Linked DNA regions of Mus musculus: region 1 is linked to region 2. The links are chromatin contacts, called in public HiCAR-type maps. All regions are on one chromosome and are shown on one strand. The core of a region is the stretch at or near the end of the contact, and the rest is flanking DNA. Distances in the headings are between cores, read along the strand shown. Region 1 has its middle 9.2 kb from the start of Arhgef38. Region 2 overlaps Arhgef38 (Rho guanine nucleotide exchange factor (GEF) 38).

Region 1 (2,700 bases), core at 25-2,524, 74 kb before region 2:
GTCTTCAGGCCAAGGACCAAGGAGGAAGGGTTTGCAATAAGCATAAGGATAGATTCTATTGATGGAGAATGCAAAGGACATGAGACTTCTTTCATAAGAATGGGTTCTCTCCACTGAGAGACTAAGCTTAGGATAGGGGCTCTAACAATGCTGGGGGATTCAAGGGAAGTCTGGCTCCTCTCCAAAACAGTCCCCAGGTTGTTAGATAACATTTACTCCAGCTTCACAGGTGACCAGACATCAGTTGTTTTATTCTTTGAAGAAAAGAGGCCCACATATTTAATAAGTCTGGTGTCGCCAATGCTTTCTTTAAGTTGTGCCTTCTACACACACACACACACACACAAGTGTATATCCCATTTGTACGCCATATGCATACACCACATATACGTTCACTCACAAGCACATATACACACAAAAAGACTTAGTAACTGCTAGGTAATTTAAAAACATTAAATACATAAATGTTCAGATTAAGCAGCACATCTCCCACAGCTTTTCTGTGGCTTCCCTGTTCACATTTGATCTATGATATTTTGGAATTTGCAGCAAGGGGTGGGCAGAGTTGAGCTAGGTCTCACTATGTAGCCTTAGTTGATCTGGAACTGGCTTTGGAGACCAGGCTGGTGTCAAATTCATAGAGTTCTGCCTGCCTGTGCCTCCCGAGTGTTGGAATTAAATGTGTGTACCATCAGACCCATCAATCTATGGCAGTTTATAATAATCTATATATGTGAAGTTATAGGTATAAGAATATAATTGATTTTATAAAAAGAGGGCCACAAAGAATACACCATTAAAGATATTTAATAGGAAAGAACTACAAATAATTTTTGGTGTAACAAGACAATAAATAACATTTCTGCTGGGGAAAAAAAAATGACTGCCACCAAATCAGAAGGATGTCTCAAAATCACTATGATTTTTGTTTTGTTTTGTTTTTCATAGACTCCATGGGTTTTAGTTTTACTGAGCACTAATCATACTACTTTAAAAGAAATAACTGCACCTTCACTATTAAAAGCTGTTATTCAAATTCACAGTTGGGGGAAGTAAAAATTACATATGCATTATCAAATTTGCATGAAGGTTTATGAATGTGTGGATCACAAATGAGTAAGAATATAAGTCCTCTGGATGCTGCTGGGTCCCTTTCTCGGGAAGCCACTTTCTGCAGCATAACAAGGTTTGCAGGCACACAGGATGGTTGAAAGAGGATAGAGGATTCTTCAGTGGTGTTCCTCTAAGTGCAAACTGACCTAGTTACGGTTGCCATGGAGACGGTAATTTTGAATTTAATAGTATTCTCTAAAGGAGTAGCAACACAGCCGCACGAAACACTGAGATCAACCCGAGGCTCAGCTTTGGAAGGCGAAGAAACTGAGTCAGAGGCTCTTTGTGTGTTCATCCTGTACCGACAGGGATGTTGGGAGAGTCATAGGGAAATCTTAGAACTAATGAAGCCTGGGTCGATGTGTCTTTCAATGAAGGTGTAAAAAAAAATGCTTCTTAGAGCAAGTGACTTACACTAGTCCTTGCTGCACTTATTAAAAACACTCCTTTCTCCCTGCTACCCCTAACTATAGCTTTTCACCTCCAATCTAGAGAAGCAGACACAACTGGAAGGAGTCTCTCTACCGAGTTCTCACAATGGACAGTTTCCTGCACCAAAGAGGAAAAAGAAACAGCCTGCAAAGTAGAAGAATGGTTGCTCGCTTCATCTTGAATTCCTAGGCCATTTTGATGGCCGTATTTTATGGGTCTGCAGCAACTAATCTTGCATATAAGGTTTGTGCTGTGATCTGTACAGTTAATATTCTACTGTAATATTAAGATTTTTCTATAATAAGTATTTCTGAATTATTCATACGTGCAATAAGAAGTTGGTGATTTACAGCAAGAGTAGAAGTCCCTAAGTTTCTATCTCACATCTAAAAGTCAGATGCTATCAACTAGCTGCAGAGTTTGGGGCATGAAGGCTGGAGAAACTGGAGGGAGGGCAAGGCAACAAAAATCTCTTAGATGCTCCCTGGAAATGAGACTGGTTCATCACCTGCTTTATTTGCTTTGGCCCAAGTCACTGTTCTGCTGAGCAGCTCTTATTAATGAATGAATTCTGCAAGGTCATCTATAACAGGGAATTGAATCCCATGATCTATCCGAGACCCTAGCAATTACTAAGTAGTTTTCAAAGATTCCAGTGGCATATTTTCTTGCTTATGTAGCTGTTTTGGCTCAAAGGCCATCCCCTGCACTTGCAAAGATGTTTCCCCATTCAAAATAAATCTCCCCACTTTCTGAGCACAACCTTGAGAATCTTGGAATGGATGATACATTACAGTTGAGACAAAGGCCCAACCCTGCTCATATGTCATTGCTAAAATTACTTCAGTCAAGAGGATAAAAACACAAGCAGGTTTCCCTCCTTCCAGTCCTCAGTTCCATCCATTGCAGCTGACAGGGTTATTATACTGCTGCCTGCTCAGAGCAGTAACAGAACCGGTAAGCGTACTGGAGGATATAAAAATAAAGCTACAAGATAGCAGGGCCATGGTGAGCAACTGATGGCTAAATAGGAAGCTCTCAGAGCTGGCTTCATGACCCCCTAACAGATGCACTAATGACCTCATCTTTGAAGAAATAATATTCTCCAATTTTTGCTTTTCAGATCTGTTCCCTCCCATTGGAGGAAAGAAAATA
Region 2 (2,700 bases), core at 18-2,517:
TAGTCTCACAAGAGACAGCTACATCTGCGTCCTTTCAATAAAATCTTGCTAGTGTATGCAATGGTGTCAGCGTTTGGATGCTGATTATGGGGTGGATCCCTGGCTATGGCAGTCTCTACATGGTCCATCCTTTCATCTCAGCTCCAAACTCCGTCTCTGTAACTCCTTCCATGGGTATAATGTAGTTATTTGCTATATTAACATAAGAGAACACTCTGTTAAAGGTGCTTAAGTTTTCAAGGTCACTAGTCATAAATTATAACTAGAAAGATTACAAGGCATGTTTCAGAAAACTAAAACAGCAAAGGCTATAATTCAACAAGTGTCAGTGGGAGCTTTGTTTTCATGGCATCACCATTGGTTCTGAGTTGGTCTGGTGGCTCTAAAACATGGAGACAAAGTGCTGTTTCGTAACTGCATGACGAGTGTTACACTATGGTCGTCAAGAGAGCAGCCCAAAGCACCCAGCCATTCTGAGAAACATAGAAATGACCTTAGACTGGTGAGTGCAGCCCTCCTCAGTCAACTGACCAGACACTGCTGACCCAACTGACCACAGAGAGACAAGCCATCTTTGTGCAACCCTGCCCAACCATCAACTCAAGGTGGGTGAGCAAACACTTGCTCTTGGTCTTTTAGATTTGGGGAAGATGTTTTTGCCTAAATAGTTAACTCCTACAAAATCACGGAGGGGAAAAAATTCAATTTAGCTAAGGAAAACTTGATTTGGAATGTGGAGTTTGGACTTGACTTGGCTGATTCAGGATAATAGCAACTACACACAAAAGACGGCCCTGATAGCCAGGCAATGGTGGTGCATGCTTTTAAAGGCAGAGGCAGATGTATCTCTGTGAGTTTGAGGCCAGCCTGGTCTACAGGGTGACTTTCAGAACAGCCAGCACTACCCAAAGAGAAACTCTGTCTTAAAAAACAAAACAAAACAAAACAAAACAAAATGACAATAACAACCAAAAAACCAAACCAACCAACCAAACAAACAGTCTTGATGAGAAAAGGGTTAAAGGCCCCATGTTAGGACAGTATGGGAAATGTTTGTGAAGTTTCTTAGCATTCCAGTGCGCCTTAGATGTGGTGCCAGGAGCATCTACAACCCTCTGCCACAGTGTACACACCAATGAAGAGTTCTAGGGCCGTTCCTATCCCTAAATCTTTTACCACCTAAATTTCATAAGATAAGCTGATTGGGTGAGATGTTTGCAAATTCATGTTATCACAAGGGGAAAGCGCAGGTGTCCCATCTCCGTGTCTTCAGGCAGCATAAGTAAGAGCTTATGAGTCACAGCCGCGGTGTCAGAGTCACTAGATGCCTCGATAAAAGGAGGAGAAATTTATTCAACAAACCTTGGTGTTTGGATGACATTCAAGTTTATAAATAGACGCATGCATATGCTTGCAGATCTGAGAGCTCTGAAGGAGTGTTCTGCATCCCAGTGCCAAAACAGAAAGTGAACTTTAAAATCTAGACTAAATCTAGGTATGGAAGGTGTTTTAAAATCTCTAGAGAGAAATATATGAGCTTTGGTTCTTATTTGTATTTAGATTAAATGTATTCTATGACAATTTTGAAAATAGTAAGCAAGCACAAGGAAAATAAAAGATGATATAGAATTTAAGGGTGTAATAACGTGCCTTAATATCAGCTTGAATTGGATCTGTCTTTCCTACTGCTAGATCTCAGGCAAGTTATGAAACCTCATTGAAGTTCAACTTCACATCAGGAAAGTGAAGGCAGTGGTATTTACCTCATATGAGTTTTATGAAGATTCAATAAAATAAAGCTTAAAGAAGATGCAGGGCTTATTCTTAATACATGGTAAGACTAAATTGCTATTATTTAGTCAGGCTAATTGTACACATCAGCGTATAAAGTTTGGTTTCCTTTATTTAACAGGTGAGTATAATGAAAATCCTTTTTAGAAGTTTTACTCATATTTTAGAAACAAATAAGATTTGGATTGCGTAGTTTCTCTGTTCCTCTTGGTATCTAGGTGTCTTTATAATTTATAGACACGAGGATATATTTTACTTTAAGAAGGGGAGGTTTACCCTATCATGTGCCACTTCTATGTTTGGCAGAGTCTTTGGTAATTTCAGAAGCTAGTTTCCCAATCTGCTCTCAATGAGCCATGGCTCCCAGCTTTCACACTGCCCAGTAGCCTAGACCCATATCGACTCTAACTCATACTCCAATATGGTAATGACACTAGGACAGTAACTGGGCTAAGCCCCAAGAATGTAGAATAATGTCTGCTTTTGTAATTATAATGATGCCAATTAATAGGTCCTTCCTTCTTGATGCAAAGATGATGTGGGGAAACGAGAGAGAGAGAGAAAGAGAGAGAGAGAGAGAGAGAGAGAGAGAGAGAGAGAGAGGAGGGATATGTGTGTATACATACATACATACACATACATGTACACACGTGCCTATACATCATATATGTATATGTATTCATATCCAGGCAGCAGCTTACTGGAGTATCTATAGCCGTATTGGGAGAGATCCAGATGAAGAGTTGAAAAATCATATAATTTTTCTCATAAGGAGTGACAGGAAAGCTGTCAGTTCCAGAGGAAAAAAATGATGAAAATATAGGGGTTTCATGGTCAAGGATTCAAAAGTCCACACACACAAAAAAATAAGACTTGTGAATAAGAGGTTGCTAGGTTGAAGTGTTAGAG

Evidence for each region. HiCAR-type assays count read pairs that join an accessible place to other places.
Region 1: a HiCAR-type map of PVALB interneurons shows a contact between it and region 2, with 2.0 times the contacts expected there. The contact joins two enhancer-like sites. A contact is called at or near these places in 2 of 39 promoter capture datasets (embryonic stem cells and stem cell-derived epiblast-like cells), 5 of 484 Hi-C or Micro-C datasets (the G1E-ER4 cell line, forebrain, myeloid progenitors and 2 more), 3 of 115 datasets of contacts at active chromatin or transcription factors (PVALB interneurons, embryonic stem cells and neural progenitor cells) and 3 of 9 other capture datasets (adipose tissue, macrophages and pancreatic islet).

What each region holds. Positions count from the first base shown.
Region 1 is chr3:133,242,810-133,245,509 of GRCm38.p6, reverse strand. No RefSeq gene overlaps it. Among named protein-coding and RNA genes, the nearest start is that of Arhgef38, 9.2 kb to the right of the region's middle. Within about 2 kb of position 1,274, at least 29 of the 459 cell types and tissues checked have an H3K27ac peak or open chromatin away from gene starts, as enhancers often do. A contact at or near this core is called in PVALB interneurons, where this site is marked.
Region 2 is chr3:133,168,563-133,171,262 of GRCm38.p6, reverse strand. All of the region lies in intron 3 of Arhgef38 (Rho guanine nucleotide exchange factor (GEF) 38), which reads left to right. The region is part of intron 1 of Gm52616 (a long non-coding RNA gene); the gene reads right to left. Among named protein-coding and RNA genes, the nearest start is that of Gm52616, 6.5 kb to the right of the region's middle. Within about 2 kb of position 1,267, at least 13 of the 459 cell types and tissues checked have an H3K27ac peak or open chromatin away from gene starts, as enhancers often do. A contact at or near this core is called in PVALB interneurons, where this site is marked.